Regions from separate parts of the Mus musculus genome. Here all the other regions are linked to region 5. Evidence: chromatin contacts called from public Hi-C, HiChIP or PLAC-seq, Micro-C and promoter capture Hi-C data. All regions are on one chromosome and are shown on one strand. The core of a region is the stretch at or near the end of the contact, and the rest is flanking DNA. Distances in the headings are between cores, read along the strand shown. Region 1 overlaps Gm30568 (a long non-coding RNA gene). Region 2 has its middle 30 kb from the start of Gm39685. Region 3 holds the start of Tdrd5 (tudor domain containing 5). Region 4 has its middle 35 kb from the start of Gm30568. Region 5 holds the start of Fam20b (family with sequence similarity 20, member B). Region 6 overlaps Axdnd1 (axonemal dynein light chain domain containing 1). Region 7 overlaps Tdrd5 (tudor domain containing 5).

Region 1 (2,700 bases), core at 190-2,689, 360 kb after region 5:
TGAAGAGACCGGTTTGCATTTCTCACTTCTCCCTCAAAGCGTGAAAACAACAGGCCAGGCTGGCCTGGTTGCTGCATTCTGTCTCCAGATTGTTAATGCCTTGCAAAGATTCCCTCCTGTACAGTGCATCCCGTCCCCAGGGTGGGGGAGGACAGCCACCCGGAGGGAGGTGCTGGTGACTCATTTCCCCAGAGATCACTCCTTGTGCTAGCAGGGCCATGATACCACATTGCTTTCATCATGCAAAAAATAAAACCCCCAGACTGGAAGTCTTGGCTCATCAGCCAACCTTCTATTCTATAAGGAAGAGCACGCTGCGAGAGAAAAGTACCCAGACAAGTGACTGTAAACTTTTACCCATAGATAAAGATATTGAGGCATTTTCTAATTAAAAAAAAAAAAAATCGCAGGCTGGAGGGATGGCTCAGTGGTTAAGAGCAGTGGCTACTTTCTCAGAGGTCCTGAGTTCAATTCCCAGCAACCACATGGTGGCTCACAGCCATCTATATTGGGATCCAAAGCCCTCATCTGGTTGTCTAAAGACAGTGACAGTGTACTCACATACATTAAATAAATCAATCTTTATTAGTCAAGGCCTGAGGCTGTAGCTGACTGTAGCTTATCCAGCATGTAGAAGACCCTAGCTTCCATCACCGCTACCCAACGGGGTTGGGGTGGAGGAATCTATTCTGATTCCTCAAAAGGTATGCTGAATAAAGAAATAGTGATTGACAGCCCTGAGGTCTGGGATTTCTGAGGCTCAGAGAACTGGAGGAGACACCTCTGGCTCAGAGCAAAACTGCGCTTAAGAAAAAGAATTGAAGTCCCAGGACACAGGTTCTGAGAATGGGAGGGAGCGGGGATTTCCTTACAGCAGGATTTGTCTGGTGTTGGAGGTCTCAACACTAATAAGGATACTGTTTTCTGACGGGCTCACTCACTTGACCAGAGAGGCCAAGCAGGGGAGGAGGGGGAAGAGGGCGAGGAGGAGGAGGAGGAAGGGGAGGAGGGGGAGGAGGGGGAGGAGGGGAAACTGCCAGGGCTCAGGAAGGGGACAAAAAGGCTATAAATGGATCCAGAAGCGTCAGAACCCAGAGATGGTGCTCTGGAAGTAAGCGGTATACAGCCAAGAGATCAAAGCAAAAGTTGACCCTAAGGTCTAGCTTTGACTACAGATCCACTGTGTCATCTCACCCCATCACCCTCCTGAACCCACTTCTGGTCCATCTGAGGCCTGGGAAAACTAATGGTCTCCGTGACTGTTCTGTGAGACTCAAATCCAAGGGGGGGGGGGGGGGCGGAGACAGCTCTTCACTTGCCTACGACCCCAAACGCCTGTCTAGTGCTCGATTTAACTCACTGGCCCAGCCTAGCTAAAATCAATTCTGTAATCCCAGGACAGAGCGCAGGGGCCTGCGCCACCTCGTGGGCGATATCGGAACTGCATGCATGCCTTGATCCTGGCATTCTCCCAGGGCATACTTCAGGACACAACACATTAGAATAGTGGCCCAGAGCCGGGCGTGGTGGCGCACGCCTTTAATCCCAGCACTCAGGAGGCAGAGGCAGGTGGATTTCTGAGTTCGAGGCCAGCCTGGTCTACAGAGTGAGTTCCAGGATCAGCCAGGACTATACAGAGAAATCCTGTCTAGAAAAACCAAAAAAAAAGTGGCCCAGAACACACAGCACTATCATTCCTCTGGTTCTTATGCTAGGAATAAACCAATGTTATTCCTGAAACGCCTTCCCCTTGCCTCCAGGGAAAAGAAACGGCAGTGGCGGTAATGCCAATAGTACAGCTAGTGACACTTATGTCAATGGACTTCAAATTCTCACTACTTCCCATGTCCTAGGCCAGTTCACTGGCAGCCCAGGGTAGAGTTGGACGTCTTCAGGACTATTACTATTACTACATGGAAGCTTGCGGCTCTGGGTTAAACATTACACACAGGCAGCGATTAGTCTCCAAGCCGTCCTTGCCCTTTACTCTAGTCCTGGATGCCCATTGAGTGGAAGCGACTCATCCACACCTGCCTCCTGCAAGGGTGGCCATGCCAAGGGCTCCTGGCTTTTCTTTTTCAGCCTTCAAGAAGAGAAGGGTTATTCTACGTTGCTAACTTTGCCTACCTACGGGAACAGTGAAAAGAAGGGAATCCTCTCCTAGGCGGAGGATGCTGCCAGCTGGCACCGGAACTCAGGCAGCCACAAGTGCATCTCTGCAACACCCCAGTGTGCTGCAGCGCCACCTGGCGGCCAGAGTGGCACTCAGCGAGGAGAGCCGGCCTAGATCGCCACTCCACCTGGTATCCAGTTCTGCAGTGGGTGGGAGCCTCGGGAAGACTCATTCTGCTGTTTCAGAGGTTTGGGCCCTCAGAGGTGGGGCTGCGTCCTGAGGCCGTGGTAAAGCAGCATGGCATCTCATGGCAAAAGCTGGGGACCTTGGGTCTCCTTAAGAGTACACCCCAGTGATCCAAGCTCTTCCCCCAACCTCTGACCTCTCACGTGCTCATGCATACACGTGCAAACAAATGAACACATACAACGCGTGCGCGTGCGCGCGCGCGCACACATACACACACACACACACACACACACACGCGCGCGCGCGCGCGCGCGAAAGTCGTAGAGTCAGGTGAGGTTCGAATCGGAAGAATGGAAATTGCTGGTGAATTTGGGTGTGTAAATAAGGGAAGAAGAATC
Region 2 (2,700 bases), core at 14-2,513, 300 kb after region 5:
GGCCTAAGTTTAGGCAGAATACCATGGAGGCAGGAGTCTATTGTGAAGGCTGCTTATCGTATGACAACCAGGAAGTGGGAAGGGGCCAAGGCAGGATATGCCCTCAAAAGCATTCCTGTGATGTAATTATCCCAGCATTCCACAGTTCAGCTACATCCCCAGCTTCCATTCAGATTTTGAGCTTGTCATGTCAACATATTAAACCATTCATTAGTCCAAGGTCTTTTAAATGGAGTCTTGTCTGAAAATGCCCCCCAGGTGTGGGACAATAAGCCATGCCAGGAAACTTGGTAAAGTAGGATGGGTCCAGGGGGTCCCCAGTAACTTCTTAGGAACCATACATTAAACCCAGCACATACCTGTTTTCTTACCGTGCTGAGGATCAAATCCAGGACGTGTTAGGCAAATTTCCTGTCCCAAGCTATGTCCCCAGCCACAATTGTTGATTAGACTAATAGGAAGCGCTATAAACTGACTGTCTCCTTAACTCTGGGAAACAATAGGCCACTTAGGCACCATCATGGAAAAGGAAAGTTCCCAATTGCAGTTAATCAGAGAGGCAGGGTTGGCTATCCTAGTGAGAGTGTGCTGAGCTCCTGTCAGGGTAAGAGGCAGGGACCCTAAGGATGATAAAGCAGTGAAGATCCTGCCAACATCAAAGTCAAGCGGACTCTAATGACCTAGCACTTTATCTCAGGGCTGTCCTGAGCGACAAAGTTGCTCTCATTGGAGTCTATAGCTGTTGAATGGTCACAGCATCTCTATTACTTCCCATTCTGGATGTACCAACTGACCAAGCCCGCTCAGTCAGTCAACAGGTTCTCCAGCGCAGGAGTGAGGATTCAAAAGAAAAAGGACAGATAGACAACACTGTAGCGTGACCCCAGTCAATTCTGAGACTGAAGGCAAATTTTTATTTTCCAACCCACTTTTTATACCATTATAATTACATGCAAGTATTTTGGGCAAGCAAGACAATAAGGAACAAAGCAGCAGTACGATAAGGAACTACTAACAAAGCAGCAAGCAAAGTCCTCCTTCCCTATCACAGCCTAAAGTTAGATTCTTGCCTTATCCTGCCCTAAATGTCACATTCCTGCCTGAGCTTACTTCCATGTCCTAGGCCAACGTCAGATTCCTGTCTGAAGCCCACTTCTTTGTCCTTAGCCAATGTCAGACTCCTGCCAAACGGTACCCCAAAAGGCTTTCCACAACCAACCGTTGCCAGTGTCTTTCAAGTTTCATTTCTTACTCATCCATCTGGCCTGTGACACGCCCACGTGGCTCAGCACACAGCCTTGTTCAAATGACAAGGTTTCATTAGTCTCCCCAAAGTGAAAAGGAACAACCAGAAGGAGGTTGCTCGTGTCAGAGAGGGAGTGAAGGCACAAGCTGCCCAAAATAGGAAGGGAGGAGCTAGAGCAGGGAAAGCAAAAGGCCTTGTGCATTTCCAACCAGCTCTAAAAGAGACCCAGCTGGATGGAGAAGGAAACTCTCCTAGGAGACGCATCTTCTGCAGAAAACTCATTGGGAAACCACCTCAGGTACCACCTTTTAATGCAGCACCCGTTAATTAAAGCGATGTTGTGTTTGACTACTCAACCCAAAATAAACAGGACCCAGTTTATCCTTTGCAAGGACCAGTTCTGGAGTTCTCAAATAGTTCGACTCCATACCAGTGATTCTCCATCGATTGGCCCAAGATTCTTTACATTCAAATCACCTCCCAGGACAGAGGGTGGAGCTTTGAGTGGGGAGGAGTCAACAGTATACCTTCCATTCGGACTCTTCCCTATGGACGTAGAACCCACTATGAGCATTTAAACTAGCAAGTCAGCCCAGCACGGTGGATTACACTGTCATCCTAGCACCCAAGAGGTTGAGGCAGGAGGATTGACACAAGTAGGATGCCAGTTTGGATGACAGAGAGAGTTTCAGACCCCCAGGGATGTATGACATGTCCCTAAAACTAAACAAAAAAATAAATAAAACAAAACCAAAGCGCCCTAACAGTTTGAGCAGTTTAGTGCACTGTGGGCTTTAAGTGCTGAGAGTCTTAGTAAGTGCCAATAAGAATACCTTAGGGGACTATAGACTTCATGTTAATGAAGACAGTTGTGACATATCTCACCTGAGCCTCACCTTAGCCCCGGAGGAATCTCAGCAAGGGGAGCATCAGATCCATCCTGTCTGGGGGAGACCACAGTGCTGGGCAGCAAGCAACTTTACAAGGTCACACACTACTACTCACAGCAGCTCAGACCTTGCCACACTGAGCTTGGCCTTCCTGCCGTTTTCCTGAATAGTCATGACATTCCAACTTACTAAATTTAGATTCTTGAATCCAAATTTGTGCGATCGCCTAAAGAAAATAAACAGACACAGCTAGCGATGCAGTGGGAAGGAACATCCTTTGTGGAAAGAGAAAACAAAACAAAACAACAAAAGCTTGGAAGAGGGTTGGCCAGATGACTCACTTCGTGAATGCCCATCCTGCATGCACGAGGACCTTGGTTCTCCTCAGAAAGCTGGGTGCAATTGCGAGGGCCTGTGCTTCTATGGGAAGGTGGGAAGCAGAGAAGACAGAATCCTTGGACTCTCACAGGCCAGCCAGCCAGGCGAATGGACACAGCAGTGGCACACTAGCCTCTCATACAAGAGGGGAGGGGAAATAAGGACTGACACCCGAGGTTGTCCTCT
Region 3 (2,700 bases), core at 76-2,575, 420 kb before region 5:
AGGTAGAGTAAGACAAAGCTGTTGGGTCCATCATTTCTGACATTCTGACCAATAAAAGCTTCCCAACTCCTCTACCAGCTGGAAGATGTTTTACTGCTAATCAGGGTCTGGAAGTGTCACTAATTTGTGCCTAGTGAAATTTAAAATGAGTGTTAGGAACTTAGGAATGGGGATTTGGGAAGCTGTTTTGGCTTTCCTTTGCTCTCACTTCCCCCAACAACCTCAAAGGTACCCATGACTATCACCCCAGTTAAAATCCTCCGCCCTGGGATACGGGATATTGTACTTAGTGGTACATCTTAACTGTAAAGGCTCATGTAGACCTTCCAAAGTCTTAAACCTACCTTTCAGTATTACGGTACCATCCCCACCGGGGCAGACACTAACCACATCGGGCATATCCAACACCAGTTCCATAGTGGACCGATATCCAAGGATTCGGAGCGGGAGATGGTTGCCAACCATCAAAAGGTACTCCTTTTCCAACTGTTGTGGAGTCAAACCATCCTTAGTGGAAATAAGAAGGGACCTTATCTCTTTCCTCAGACAGTCCTGTATACGCTCTTGTTCAGACATCGTGCTACAGGATTGAAGGGGGGGAAAATGCTCTTGAAAGTGGTTAAACCAGGACAGAACAAAACCCATAAGCAACCAAGCAAACAAACAAACCAGCCCTGGCTGTCCTGGAACTCACTCTGTAGACCAGGCTGGCCTCGAACTCAGAAATCCGCTGCCTCTGCCTCCAGAGTGCTGGGATTAAAGGCGTGCGCCACCACGCAAAAACCTTTTAACGACCAGCCATGTTATATAAAAACTCAGATGTGAGTTTTACAGGCGATAAGGCTTAAAGCAATACCCTAAGTGTTCCAAGGCTCCTGCAGCACAAGCTCTCTGGCCACACTCACTACAAACTCCAAAGCTCAGCTTGTAGGGATGAGCCCTCCCAATCCTCGCAGCTGGCTGGCATTAAGTCCCAACTGGGCCCGGCTAATAAGGAAGCTTAAAGGGTGATCTCAAGTTCCTTAGAGGGTGTCATTCCCCGCTGCTGCTCAGTATCAGATGGAATCTCTCAGCCGGTCTTTGGGAACCAAGGGTCGCGGTGCATGAGTGACCAGGAGAAGCGTGAGCGGATCGCAGACCGCCTGGTCGCCTCCATGGACTCGGGAAGGGTGGGGGTCCCGGGGTCCCTCCCTCCTTCAGCTGGTCCTCCCGTCTGCCCCGTGCTCTTCCCGTGATCTGAGTCATGCTGAGGACCGCGGTAGCGTATCCCTCTGCGGCCCGCCACTACCTGGCTGCGGCTCGCCCGCCTCGCTCCCTCGCACCCGCGCTGCCGTTGCGCGCCGCAGGTCCGGGACGCTCCGGGAGGGCCGCGGAGAAGCTGAGCCGGCGAGGGTCTCGCGCGCCTGCGCACTGCGGGCCGTCCGGTCCGGTGCGCCACGTTCCACGCGAGCGGGCGCGGCCGGTGTGACGGTTAGCGGAGACCTAGCGTGTGGGTGCGGGTGAGGCCGAGGACCGGCTCCCCCTCTGGGACGGCGCTACAACCCGCCGCATCTACCTCCTCCCGAAGCCGCGGGAAGACGCAGGTGCCGCTGGACCACCCTCCACCTGAGCCCTGCGGCGCCGCCCGGCCCCGCCCCGCCCCGCCCCCAGGCACCTGCGGGGGGCGGGGACCGCGGCGGAGGCACATGCGGATCCTGCGGATCCAGGACTAGTGCCCCCCACCCCGCCCCGCCCCGCCGGAAGCTCGCCTCGCCCCCGTAGGTCTGCGCTTATTTGGGGGAAAAAATTAAGAGCGAGTCTGATTCTTGAGAATTACTGCTGACCTTAAAGCGACTTTGACTCCTAGAAGAGAGGAATGGATGGATGGACGGACTTTTGGAATGAAGAACATCCCAGGAGCAATGGAAAGAAGAGAAGTGGGAGACTATGGAGGATAATTTCATTTGGATATGTTTGCTGGATTTGTAGAGTAAACTAGATTGACAGGAGTCCTCAAAAACTAGCAAGTAGAAATGCAGGATATGAATACCTTTCCCTTAACTGTATGCACTCTTAAATGGACAACCTAAAAGATACTCAAAGGATTCAACTTAAGAGGCCGGAAACTAGGTGGGGTGATGCACACCTGTTGAGCCTAGCTCTCTGGAGGTGGAGAGAGGAAAGCCCCAGCTGGAGACTGGCCGGTTGCATAAAGGGGGCGGGATCCCTAAGCCATTCTTGCCTAAAACCCGTAAGTGAATATTCCAAGAGAACAAAATGTACCATCAATGAATGAGGACTATTAAAGAATCCCTAAAAAACTAAAACTAGAAAGGATTTATATCTTCGGTTTATAGTAGAGCAGTTGTAGCTGATAAGTAGATTAACAGAACATCCTAAAATGAAAAATGGACCCAAATACTGCAGCATTTCAATGACAAGTTTTAGAAGGAACACGTCTTCATATTTTTAAGGGCCCATTGAGTCCTCGGAACTAACTAAAACAAAAATCCCTTCTTACACAAAGCCTAGGAGAAAAGGAATGGAGATTTTAGGTATGAACAGCTATCTCTAAAACAGTGTTAATTAGATTGCCATTGGAGTAAAACCTACCCAGATGAATCTTTTTCCATTGGCAAGCCAACATTAAGAGAGTGGAGTTAAAATGTTTTCAGGAAATAGCACACTGGATGACTCCCTTAAAAAGGATATCACCTCAGA
Region 4 (2,700 bases), core at 96-2,595, 330 kb after region 5:
TGCCTTCCGATAAGCTTGCCTCTTAAAGACCCCACTCTCTCTGTGATGATCAATCTTCATTGTCGGTTTGACAGATTTTGGAATCACCTCAAAGGCAAACATGCTGGTAGGAGTGAGTGAGTCTCCAGAGATGTTCATCCAAGGGGGGGAAAACCCACCCCAACAGTGGACAGCATCATCCTGTAGGAGTAAAGGGGGGTGCGGTCTTAGTACTCCTCCTTCCCTGCTGTCTGAGTCTGTGACAGTGGACCCAATGTGACAAGCTGCCTCACTCCCTGGCCACCATGCCTCTCCTGCCAGGATCGATTTGTATCCTCAAACCATGAACCAAAATAAACCCTTCCTTCTTATGTGGCTTTTGTTCTGTATTTTGTCACAGCAACTGAACTAAGCAACTAACCTTCGAATACTGCTACATGGTGGGGCAAACTTTGTAGCACGCACCTTTGCAGAACACAAGCTGGGGCATGCTGGGAGCTCTCCTGGAACTGACTGGGCTGCTAAGGCTGGTGTCACCACCCCTCTTTGCCTTGTATTCACTTCCAAGTGAGGCTCCCTGTGTGGTGACTGCAGGCTGGAGAGATCATGGCATGGGTCCGTGAGTTTTCAATTTAAACTCTCCGACGATTCAACAAAACCTTGAAACTTCAACAAAACCACATTGAAACTTCTCATACACAAAAAATCTCATCTACCTCAACACTTCTCATAGATAAAACAGAGAAGCCAGCATCCCTTTCCTCTTTGAGGATCTCCTGTTAAGTACACAGTTAAACATCCCTGGCATAGCTAGAAGAGCCCTGTTAAATTATTTAAAGCCAGAGCACCCAGGTTTTAACCCCAGCTCTGCCCCTTGGAAAGAGGTAGGCTTTTGAGAAGCCATGTAACGTGTAACCTACTTCTTTTTCTTCTGTGAAATGAAGACCCTAATTTTTGTCTAGTAAATAAATTATTGTGAGCATGAGGGGCAGCCATGAGAGCGAAGGTAGCCCTACAATACCATATAAGCGGGAAGTGTTGCTTCCCCCAGCATCTCTACATTTTTGTATCTGCGTGACATCTATTCATCCATGGTCTAGGGGGACAAAATCGTATGTTTTAGAACGCAAATGACTGATCTACTTGCTTTAATAGTTTACAAGAAGAAAAAAAATTCTTTAAAAATTTTTTTTAATGAAGTGGTGGTCTTCTATAGAGCCTAGGCTGGCCTCAAACTCACTATGTAGCCAATGATCACCCTTCTGCTTCTACCTCCCTTGTGCTAGGACTAACAGCATGAGCCACCACCCTTTCCATAAGGCACTTTTCACACTGACTGTTTTGATGCTATGCTGGCACTGAGTCATGGCTTTGTGCAAGCAAAGCAAGCACTCTCTGAACTGAGCCACATCCCCAGCCTGGCCATAGCCCGGCCCCTCCGAGGCATGTTTTCTTCTCCACTTTAACAGGGAAGAGTGAGCACCTCCTCTACTTTTCCAGACACACTGCACGTGGTGGAAATGCCACTCTGTTCTCTAGGTGGAGCCTGGGGAACTTATTTCCTGTAGTTGTCCTGCTGGTCAACATCTGATGCCATGCTTTACACAGAGAGGAAACAGCCTGAAACTGTGACAACACATTTGCTCCAGTACCTTCTTCTAGGCTCCCTATCTGCAAAGCCAGAAAGCTTCCTAGCGAGGGTCAGTGTGGACAATGCCCTCTGGCTAGGGTTTGCCATAGAAGCTCTACCTCCAGCTCTCAAGGTAACAGCTGCTGAGACTGTGCGGTTGATCTGGAGGGTGGGTTTAGCAAATCCTTGTGCTCTTATGATCCTAACTCAGGGTGGGATATGGAACTGCCAAAAATGGCTTGAGTTGTATCTCCATGTTCCTTGCTGTCTATAAAACAATATAGTGATGATATGGTGTTAAGTCAGAGGCACGATTTTCTAGGTAGGAACTAAACTGGTGGTCTGTGATTTCTGTCAGAAGGATTCCAGGGACATGGGTCAGCAGCTCTTCCCTTGGAGAAGGTGGGCCTCTTGAGGGGCCAAGGACTTGACTGAGCCCTATGGACAGGGTAGGGACAGGGCTCCTAGTGGGGTCAACAACTCTGCACAGCAAGCACACAGGCCGATAGAACTTATCTCAGGGCTTCCTCTTTCTCCACTGGTTCTGGCATTCCCCCATCCCCAGGCCACTTTTTAGTGGACCATTGAGATTCTAGAACTATGCAGCTCATGGTGCTGAGCCTTAGCATCTTGTTTTGACAGTGCAATGAGGAGAAAGAACAAAGGAGGTGGAAAGCAGAGAGCAACAACTCTGGACCTAATGTTCCTGGCAGCTAGGCCCACCTTTGTTGCCAGAGGGGCACTTGGGGCTTTACTGCTTGGCCTCTTCCCACGGCTCAGATCTGTTCCTTGATGTTCCTCTAAAGCGCTGTAATTCCTCTGGCCCAGACATCAAGACTCTGGCCATCTTCCAGGAAGTGGTGTGCAGAAGATGCTTCTCTGCTTCTTGTATGGTCTTCGTGCCTACAGCCCAACCCCTTTAAATCTTAGAGCTCCACACTCAGCCTGGTGCTCCTAGACACCCCCATGGCAGGGCTTGGTCTCCTCCAATGAATGAGCCCCAGTGCAGCATCCTGGGGCTGGATTCACATGCTTTCAAACTGAAGACCAATAACAGGCATAAGATGTGTTTCATGTCCCCGTGTGGCATT
Region 5 (2,700 bases), core at 64-2,563:
AGGGGACGACTAATCCCCCCTCCCCCTCCCTCACCCCCACCCCACACTGTTCTCCTGTGATAAGTATTTTCTAATGTGAACCCGCATCTTGTTTTCAGGTAACAGTTCTGGGACACAAAACCCAACATCTTCACAAACTTTAAGAAAGTTATTAATTTAATACAATAATTTTAAATTTGCCCTAAATTGATTTAGAGCCTATGCAAATAATTTAGCATCTTTAATGCCTGAACCTGTTTCTCAGGACGATAACATGCACAAGTGCTTTCAGCTTGCTCACCCGGCTTGCATAAATTCAGGGAATGGCAAGCACATTGAGCTCAATGTGAAATTACAACCCAAGCAATGTAGGCATGGTTAATTATTGACAATCTTGACTTTCCGGATTCTCGGTTGTATTATAAAGCCGTAGACCTCAATCGTGAAAAGATCGCATTATTTCTTTCTTCCAACGTGAGCTATCAAATCTCCGGAGGGAACCTGGCTGAGTAGAGATGACCCTCACACCTGGCCCTAGATCCAAGTGACAGTGTTAAACATATCCTTTTCCCAAATTGTAAACGCCTTACCCATCCTACTGGAGACATAAGTCTTTAAACGAAGTAATTGTATAAGGACCATCCACGCCCTGTTGTTCCCCCCCCCCTTTTCTTCGTTTTTATCAGGAGCCTGACAGATCACTGACTCCAGATTAAAAAGAATGTCTTATCAGACTCCACAATCAAGGACACAGCTTGACAACGTTCGCATTCATCTTCAAGGCAACGTCTGGGCTCGCTCTTAATCGCCGGGCCATCACACCCGGAAATGAAACCGCCAGCGCAGCCCACTCTGCACAGTCTCATCCTAAGTTGTGCCCCTTGGCGCTCTGAGCGCACGACCGCAGGACACCGCTGCCCTCTCCGGCCCAGGGCCTGCAGGTCACTCGCGCTCCCCGACCACCAAGCGGGCCCCGTAGGGGCTCAGCGAGAGCGCGCTCCTCGGCCACCAGGAGGGCGGCGTAGGGACCGAGCTAGAGCGCGCTGCCCGCCGGGCCGCCGACACCGGCTTCGTGTGACAGAAGGGCGACACCAGGGCCAGGAGCCTCTGGGGACCGTCCTTAGCAGCGAGCACCGGTCACCGCAAGGACTCCCGATCGCCCGCAGCCCCGCATCCGGCCCCTGAGGGAGGTGCCCCGCCCCCCGCCGCCCGCGCTTTCCCTCCCTCCCTCCCTCCTTCCCGTCGTTCCCGGGCGAGGGGTCGCGCGCCCTCTCCAACCGCGCCACTCACCTGGCGGGCCTCAGGCTCGCTCCATAGCCGCCCGCGCGGTGCGGTGAGGCGCGGCCCCGGCCGCCCCCGCCGCCTCCGGGGAGGGGCAGCCCCACGCCGCACTCACCGCCCCGGGCCGCCGCCGCCACCACTGCGGCTCCCGCCCACCGCCGGCCCGGCCATTCCCCGGTCGCCGCTCCCCGCGGAGCCGGCCGCTCCACACCCACCCCCGCCTCCGCGCTGCCTGGCTGTTGGTACGGTCCTAGCGGAACGCCCTCCCTGCAGCCAATCCCAGTGCGCACCCGGCGCAGCTCCGCCCCCGTTGCGGGTAGGCGGGACTACCGGGCAGCTCCGGACCGCCCCCTTTAACCCTTTCACCCTCATTCCTGCAGCGCTGGGCTCCGCAGACACCGTCGGCGGATTTCTCCAAGCCTGTTTACATAAACTAGCTTCTGGCTTCTCTCTTACCTTCACAATTTCTTTCCTGCAGTCATCTAGGTGAAGTCCTATTCTGAAGAGATAATTTCTTCTTTCTTTCGCTCTGCCTTGACTTCTCCTTGGAGATTCTGCCCCAAAGTGCCCTTCCCTGACCAAAAGAGGCCAGACTTCCCACCTTGGAAATCGCTCCAGCTTTGGCCCAGAGCAGAGCTCCCCTACTGTACCTTTTCAGTAGCTCTTAACAAAATCCTGTTTATTTTATTATAATAGCTTTTTTTTTTTTAATGTTTGTGCCTTGCAATGGACTGTAAGCCCTAAGAGGGCAAATCCAGCGCGACTTGGTTTCCAGTGCCCTGCACTCACCCACTAGGCTCCTGAAGAGTCAATGAGCTGCTCCTCCCCTTAACGTGTGTCCACTCCACACACAGTAGCTACTGTATAATGCATACGTTTATTCACCATATAGACAGCTTCCATGTAGTCTGTTTGACCCTAAAATATTATGGTGTACGTTCTACATTGGATATGATTTGTGCGGGGGGGGGGGGAGTTTGGGGACTAAGCAGGAATTTCTTTCAAGAGGGAAAGAAACGATCTCTCTCTCTCTCCCTCTCTCTCTCCCTCCCTCCCACCCCCCACTGTATGCCACTGGGCATGTCATGTAGTGCCTCTGAGTATAAGGCTCCTTGGGAAATGGAAGTTAAACACAGTACCTACTTGACAGGATTGTGGTGAGATTTAAATAGTAAATGTGTGGAGAAAATACAATTATTGTGTGAAGTTAGTTTAATGTGTGTGTGTGTGTGTGTAGCACTTTCGATCAGGACACCCAGAGAAACTATTGGACTTGACACCCTACCCCAGAAGACTTAGTGAGGGAAAGCAGCTTTAATCACTGCTGGAAGCACTCATCACTGCAAGGCGTACAAAGGGCAGCGTAGACAGCCCTGTGTCAGCTTTTACTGGATAGAGTTGAAAAGGGTTGAGGCCATTATCCGACAATGGAAAGCACAA
Region 6 (2,700 bases), core at 106-2,605, 310 kb before region 5:
TTAGATAGAAACACCCAAAGCATGAAAGAGGGCACCGCAGAAGGAGGACTAACAGAACAAAGCCAAATGGCACGTGTATGAAAACATCCTAATGAGCATGGGATGCTAGCACACACCTTTAGTCTCAGCACCCAAGAGACACAGACAGGTGGATCCTTGCCTGAGGCCAGCCAAAGCTACAAAGTGAGTGAGTCTCTCTCTCTCTCTCTCTCTTTCTTTCTCTCTCTCTCTCTCTCTCTCTCTATATATATATATATATATATATACACACACACACACACACACATACACATATACAGAAAAGAAGAAAAATTAAGAAAAGAAAATGTCATGTTGAAATTTAATAAAAGAAAGGTTTTCCTTTGCTCACAGAAAGTGTGTGTGAAGTCTTTGTGAAGCTGGCCATGTGAATGCTGTGTCTATGTCAAGGAAAAGCAGGCATTTTATATCCTCCCTCTCTTTTTATGTAAATATATACAATTATACACAATTCTACATCTACTACATTCTTACTTAGGCAAGGTAGGTATGCCTTTAATCTCAGAACTTGGGAGGCAGAAGCAGGCAGACCTGTGTGAGTTCAAGACCAGCCTGGTCTACACAGTAAGCTCCAGGTTAGCAAAAGCTAGGCAATAAGACCATATCTCAAAAAATATTTCATTACTTTATTGTTGGTTGGGATGTGTATTTCTGGGAGGGGTGTGTAAATATAGGCACAGATAGATATACCACAGCGCTCATTTGGCAGTTGGAGGGCAATTTGGGGAAGTTGGGATTAGGGATGGAGCCAAGAGTGAGAGAAAGAGTGCCAGTTTATCAGGTTATACGGGTGTTTATTCATAAACAACAATAAAACAAATAGAAAGTGAAATGGGATTGCATTCATTCACACACTCACTTCACTCTCCTCCGGTCTGGCATATGTCGTAGCCTGGCTCTGATGGCTGCGCAGGCAAGGCCCTCGGCATTTCATGCTGTGCTTTGGAGCTTCTGGACACACCAGCCCCAAGAAGGTAATAATAGGAACCAGAGCATATACCCCACAGGAACTTAATGAAATTAGAAAAAAATTATGCCCAAAATGGCATGAAGGATGCATATGCTACATAGTGAAACTGTGGGAGAAGGGAGCAGATATAATAATGTTACCAGATCAAGAGATGTTGGGAACCGTCTCCTAGGAGAAAGGGGCTATCAACTCTGCAGCCATCTCCCGCCCTTTACTTGCAGGCTGGTATTTTTCCACCCTGCCAAGAGACTTGTTTCCTAGCATGCGGTTTTTGCAAGCAGCCCACCACAGCTGAGCACACTCTGATAACATCTCATTCTTTTCAGACATTTCCTGGACTTGCAGTTTAGTGCCCCCAGCTGCTAGTCACTTGTGGTTTAGTGTCTCCAGCTGCACTCATAAGGCTTAGCTTATGCTTATGTGCCCTTAATTGTTTTTCAATAAATGGGACTTGACCAGCAACCTGTCTTGCCTCCATTCTTCAAGTCTCTTGCCCCTTCCATACCACTCTCTCTCTCTTGCAGACCCCGTTGACTGATCTGCCGGCCAGGTCAAAGAGATGCACAAAATTAGAAATGTCATGGGAAAATCCCACCGTATCAGAAGCTCTGGAACATGAGTTAGACAGCTCCAGGGGAGATACACATTCACTGCTTGATTGGATAGCTGCAGCTTGGAGATAGGCATTCCCCTTCTTAGATGTAACTCAGTTGGAGGCCTCAGCAAAATGGAATCGTTTACAGAAAGCAATTCAGTTAGCAAGGAAATTAGGAGTACTCCACTTCAGCTACAACCAGGTTCCTGACCCACAGGCAGCACCTGTGGCCTCCCCCTGCCTTGAAGGAGGCTGATTCAGACCTTGCTGCTACTGAGAATGAGACCACCTGGGGTGGAGCCTTCTGACCTAGATGGCTTTATTTTTCTGTCACCTGCCGCTGCTCTTCTCCAAGAAGCACTACGCTGAGAGGCTGAACCTGTCTTCCTGAGATGTTCCTGAGATAGCCAACAACCTGTGGACTTGGCGACCTAATGCTAAAAGCTCTGACAGACTACTTAGCAACAAAGCATCAAGAAGCCTGGTGTGGCAGGAGATGGGCCTCCCCCCTTTATAAGCACAGACTCTTAGTAAACTTTGGGCCTTGATCAGAAATCTGTCTTGGTCTCGTTATTCCTCTCATACTCTCCCATACAGCTCTGGCCTCCCACTCAGGAGCCCAGTTAGTGTGGCCGCAGGCGGCTACACGCACCAAGGTTGGCCCAGTTTAGGAAAATCCGGTAAAGAAGCTCCACAACATCCAGGGATGACCCCAGCTGGACCACTGCAAGGATGCCAAGTGCGGCAGATGCCATGGACTTCTTAGAATCATGCAGAGAGTTAGACTCAGAGAAGGTTATACTAAAGTACCTACCCATTAAAGTAAGAAATATAATGGAGTAAAGAGACGGTTCAAATATAAATATATATATAAATATTTATATACATATTTATATATACATGTATGTGTATATGTCTATGTGTGTGCATATATATGTATATGTGTGTGGTGTGGTGTGTGTGTGTGTATATATATATATATATATATATATATATATATGTATATATATCCATTTGGAAGACAGAATACCAACCTCCCAGTTAGCTCAGGACCAAGCCAACCATGGAATCCCACCAGACTCTTGTTTGGACAAGC
Region 7 (2,700 bases), core at 172-2,671, 460 kb before region 5:
GGTGTGCAGACAAAATACCCATATACATCAAGTACATAAATGAATAAATCTTTAAAAGGTTTGAATTGAGTTTTGGTGGTTGTGTGTTCAAAGCACTTTACTACTGTATATTTTTGCCCCTCACAGATTTAAGAAGCTGACTCCTAGGCCAGTGCTGCAGTAGGTAGCATCCTACTGTAAGAGAAGAACTGTCATGTTCTGGGGCAGAGTAAACTAACTTGGCTTTATTCCACAAAGTCCTGCTTCAGTGGGGCGTACTGGGCATGCACCTATCATCTCAGCACTTCTGAGAGTAAGGAGGTTAGCAACTTCCAGGAACGTCTCAACCATGTAGCAAGGTTCAGTCCAGCATGGGTCACAGAGCAAGGGGAAACCAAAAACCAAACCAACCAACCTGCTTTAAAAGTTTCAGGTGAATTTAAATCTGGGCAGCAGTGTAGTCGGTTTGACATCCTGACAGTCAACCACTGCAAGCAACTGATAGATGGACACTGCTATCTTCAAAACAGAAATTCAATAACTTCAGAGAAAAATAAGTCAATCCCTTTTATCTTTGTGTATGTTAAGCACATAATACGTGATCTATTTTCCCTGATACTTGTGATAAGTTTTGTCACAGAAGATTTGACAGCGTGTTCTAAAAAGTAATATTCTGACCATAAAATTATGAGTAGTGCCCAGTTGAGAGAAAAAGACATAAGTATAATACAATGGTTACGTGGCTGCATAGAGAACTGTGGTGTAGATCGGGAATCGTGTCTGCTCCCCGTCTGCCTTGCATGGTTAGAAAACTGGACAAGCATCCGGAACAGAGCGTCTGCTGGGACCTGGGCCGTGGGAGAGCAGCTCCTAAGGAAATGCTAAGGTGTGTGAAACCAATGCCGAGAAGTGCAACTACTGCCTCCCGTCCCTAAAGACAGACAACATAAGATCCAGTGTCTGATGGCCAAGGACGCAGTGTTATAGGGTGTGGTTCTGATGCTTCCATTCAATCGGCATCTGCGTGTCCAGACACTCAAGGTCCTTGTCCCCAGCTGTTTTTTGATTATCAATAAAGACGCCAGAAGCCAATGGTTGGGCCCAGGGTGGGCTGCTTACAGTTGTGTGGGCAGGTCACAGGGAGGAACGGGGGGCGGGGGGGGGACATAACAGACTCAGAGATTCAGAGATCATCCAGAATGTAGGTGGAAAGGGAAAACAGCCCACAGAAGGGCAAGCCAGAAACATCTTGGTCAGCACAAACCAATGGGCATCACATAAGGTAACTGGGCAGCAAAGTTAAAGGTAGATTTGGAAGGTGTTTAGCCAGAAGTACTGGAGGGAAGGGCACAGTAGCTGCAGAAGGTTTAGAAGTGCCACTGAGCCAGCAAGGCATGTTAAAGATAAGCTAGTGTGTGTCTGTGTGTCTTTCATCTGCAGATCCTAAGAGACCCTGGGTGGGTGGCTGGTAGTGCGGTCCACCCAGAGCATAAAGCAGGGTAGATAAAACTACACACAACAAAGTCTGACTTGGAATCAGGAGACAATGACAAAGAAATCAAGACAGGACACAGACAGTAATTTTCAGAAAGAATCACAAAAATAAATACACCAAGTCAGGTGCTGGGACATTATATAGTCAAGAGGAAGAGAGAAACAACTGAAAAACAAAAGACTCCAAACAAAACTAGAGATAAAGAACAGAGCATCTGAGATCAGAGTACACACAGGACAGACACCACCCACAGTGAGCAGCACTGAGAATAAACAACTATCAAGTCAATATCAGGACAAAGTGGCCCAGTGCATGTGTGATCAGAGTCTTTAAAAAGGAGGACCAACAGGTAGTTTAAAAAGTTTCGCATGCAGTGGACATATGCCCTAGCAAAGTCACTTCCAAATAAATAGCCAACAGAAACAAAACTCTACAATATGAAGATAAAGGAAGGTGCCAGACAAGAAAACTACCTACTATGTAACAGGCACGGCGACATGCCAGAGGCCAGCATGCTAATGTCCGGACTAACTGCAAAGGGGCACAGGAAACTTGTCTGGCTAATGGAAACACTGACATTTGCCAAAACTCACAGAACCATGTACTTGAAACTTTATATAAATGTAAAGCCCCTGCAAAAGCTGAAAGAAAGCGGCAACATTAGAGAAACCTGAGCTCACACCAAGACGATCTTGGAGAGAATGGCAGCACCAGCCACCTTTCAAGGTATGTTCTCAAAGCAATGAAGGTTTTAGCAACATGACAAACTTCCGACTTGTCAACTGAGCATGCATAAGGACACATAAACATACCAGAGCCAGAGTGGTTTTCTGGAGAGTCACCCACTGCAGGGGTTGAACTGAGTGCTTTTGAGGCTGCCCGTCCGGCATGAGTCTGAATGCTGGCAGGTTCAGACTGGCTCCTCTCTGCGGACTGCTGAGACTTGATCAGAGAGATGTAGAACTCTTCCAGTTTGGGCAGTGTGGAAGAATCCAAAGGATACTGTAAATCTGGCTGCTGCAAAATGGGAGAAATTGGGTGAAGGCATGGAAAGTGACACCTTTTATGCTTCCTTACTTAGATTTCAGTTAAAAAGTAAAACTCTAGAAAAAGCACTCTTCTATGTTTTAATGAGTATCAAAATTCAACCTAAGAGGTCTTTATTGCTATTTCTATGAACAAGTATGGTACTGAGGGCTACCCTTCTTCCCGCCATTGACCAGTGT

What was found. Promoter capture Hi-C pulls out the DNA fragments that hold promoters and counts their contacts. A called contact is a pair of places that touch in the nucleus more often than the background predicts. HiChIP or PLAC-seq counts read pairs in DNA pulled down with a chosen protein or histone mark.
Region 1: a promoter capture Hi-C map of the HPC-7 cell line shows a contact between it and region 5. The contact joins the enhancer-like site here to the promoter of Fam20b in region 5. A contact is called at or near these places in 24 of 39 promoter capture datasets (the 3T3-L1 cell line, 3T3-L1-derived adipocytes, the C10 cell line and 16 more), 2 of 15 datasets of contacts at CTCF or cohesin (embryonic stem cells and pro-B cells), 4 of 484 Hi-C or Micro-C datasets (B cells, bone marrow-derived macrophages and embryonic stem cells), 40 of 115 datasets of contacts at active chromatin or transcription factors (the 230-238 cell line, the HPC-7 cell line, the NIH/3T3 cell line and 27 more) and 4 of 9 other capture datasets (adipose tissue, embryonic stem cells, liver and 1 more).
Region 2: a contact with region 5 is called in an H3K27ac HiChIP or PLAC-seq map of microglia, with 6 times the contacts expected there. The contact joins the enhancer-like site here to the promoter of Fam20b in region 5. A contact is called at or near these places in 7 of 39 promoter capture datasets (the C10 cell line, the HPC-7 cell line, cranial neural crest and 4 more), 2 of 484 Hi-C or Micro-C datasets (cumulus cells and pre-B cells), 9 of 115 datasets of contacts at active chromatin or transcription factors (the 230-238 cell line, the HPC-7 cell line, bone marrow-derived macrophages and 6 more) and 2 of 9 other capture datasets (liver and pancreatic islet).
Region 3: a contact with region 5 is called in a Micro-C map of embryonic stem cells, with 4 times the contacts expected there. The contact joins the promoter of Tdrd5 here to the promoter of Fam20b in region 5. A contact is called at or near these places in 1 of 484 Hi-C or Micro-C datasets (embryonic stem cells) and 1 of 115 datasets of contacts at active chromatin or transcription factors (large pre-B cells).
Region 4: a contact with region 5 is called in a FOXA1 HiChIP or PLAC-seq map of pancreatic cancer cells. The contact joins the enhancer-like site here to the promoter of Fam20b in region 5. A contact is called at or near these places in 6 of 39 promoter capture datasets (cranial neural crest, fetal liver, liver and 3 more), 11 of 115 datasets of contacts at active chromatin or transcription factors (the 230-238 cell line, bone marrow-derived macrophages, cardiomyocytes and 8 more) and 2 of 9 other capture datasets (adipose tissue and liver).
Region 6: a contact with region 5 is called in a Hi-C map of the HPC-7 cell line, with 3 times the contacts expected there. The contact joins the enhancer-like site here to the promoter of Fam20b in region 5. A contact is called at or near these places in 8 of 39 promoter capture datasets (the C10 cell line, embryonic stem cells, hematopoietic stem and progenitor cells and 4 more), 6 of 484 Hi-C or Micro-C datasets (CD4 T cells, the HPC-7 cell line, embryonic stem cells and 3 more), 2 of 115 datasets of contacts at active chromatin or transcription factors (memory CD8 T cells and pancreatic cancer cells) and 3 of 9 other capture datasets (adipose tissue, liver and pancreatic islet).
Region 7: an H3K27ac HiChIP or PLAC-seq map of extraembryonic endoderm stem cells shows a contact between it and region 5, with 4 times the contacts expected there. The contact joins the enhancer-like site here to the promoter of Fam20b in region 5. A contact is called at or near these places in 3 of 39 promoter capture datasets (the HPC-7 cell line, liver and pre-B cells), 1 of 484 Hi-C or Micro-C datasets (the HPC-7 cell line) and 3 of 115 datasets of contacts at active chromatin or transcription factors (acute myeloid leukemia, extraembryonic endoderm stem cells and large pre-B cells).

What each region holds. Positions count from the first base shown.
Region 1 is chr1:157,075,027-157,077,726 of GRCm38.p6, forward strand. All of the region lies in intron 1 of Gm30568 (a long non-coding RNA gene), which reads right to left. Among named protein-coding and RNA genes, the nearest start is that of Gm30568, 5.3 kb to the right of the region's middle. Within about 2 kb of position 1,440, at least 55 of the 459 cell types and tissues checked have an H3K27ac peak or open chromatin away from gene starts, as enhancers often do. A contact at or near this core is called in the 230-238 cell line, B cells, the HPC-7 cell line and 7 more, where this site is marked.
Region 2 is chr1:157,018,783-157,021,482 of GRCm38.p6, forward strand. No RefSeq gene overlaps it. Among named protein-coding and RNA genes, the nearest start is that of Gm39685, 30 kb to the left of the region's middle. Within about 2 kb of position 1,264, at least 46 of the 459 cell types and tissues checked have an H3K27ac peak or open chromatin away from gene starts, as enhancers often do. A contact at or near this core is called in bone marrow-derived macrophages, microglia and pre-B cells, where this site is marked.
Region 3 is chr1:156,302,023-156,304,722 of GRCm38.p6, forward strand. It overlaps Tdrd5 (tudor domain containing 5), which reads right to left and starts at 1,326. Exons shown (of 18, transcript NM_001134741.1): 1 at 1,289-1,326; 2 at 345-580. The coding sequence starts at 576.
Region 4 is chr1:157,045,501-157,048,200 of GRCm38.p6, forward strand. No RefSeq gene overlaps it. Among named protein-coding and RNA genes, the nearest start is that of Gm30568, 35 kb to the right of the region's middle. Within about 2 kb of position 1,346, at least 33 of the 459 cell types and tissues checked have an H3K27ac peak or open chromatin away from gene starts, as enhancers often do. A contact at or near this core is called in adipose tissue and pancreatic cancer cells, where this site is marked.
Region 5 is chr1:156,717,597-156,720,296 of GRCm38.p6, forward strand. It overlaps Fam20b (family with sequence similarity 20, member B), which reads right to left and starts at 1,314. Exons shown (of 8, transcript NM_145413.4): 1 at 1,270-1,314.
Region 6 is chr1:156,406,871-156,409,570 of GRCm38.p6, forward strand. The region is part of intron 4 of Axdnd1 (axonemal dynein light chain domain containing 1); the gene reads right to left. Among named protein-coding and RNA genes, the nearest start is that of Axdnd1, 13 kb to the right of the region's middle. Within about 2 kb of position 1,356, at least 43 of the 459 cell types and tissues checked have an H3K27ac peak or open chromatin away from gene starts, as enhancers often do. A contact at or near this core is called in the HPC-7 cell line, memory CD8 T cells, pro-B cells and 1 more, where this site is marked.
Region 7 is chr1:156,257,445-156,260,144 of GRCm38.p6, forward strand. It overlaps Tdrd5 (tudor domain containing 5), which reads right to left. Exons shown (of 18, transcript NM_001134741.1): 17 at 2,287-2,491. Among named protein-coding and RNA genes, the nearest start is that of Tdrd5, 45 kb to the right of the region's middle. Within about 2 kb of position 1,422, at least 2 of the 459 cell types and tissues checked have an H3K27ac peak or open chromatin away from gene starts, as enhancers often do. A contact at or near this core is called in extraembryonic endoderm stem cells, where this site is marked.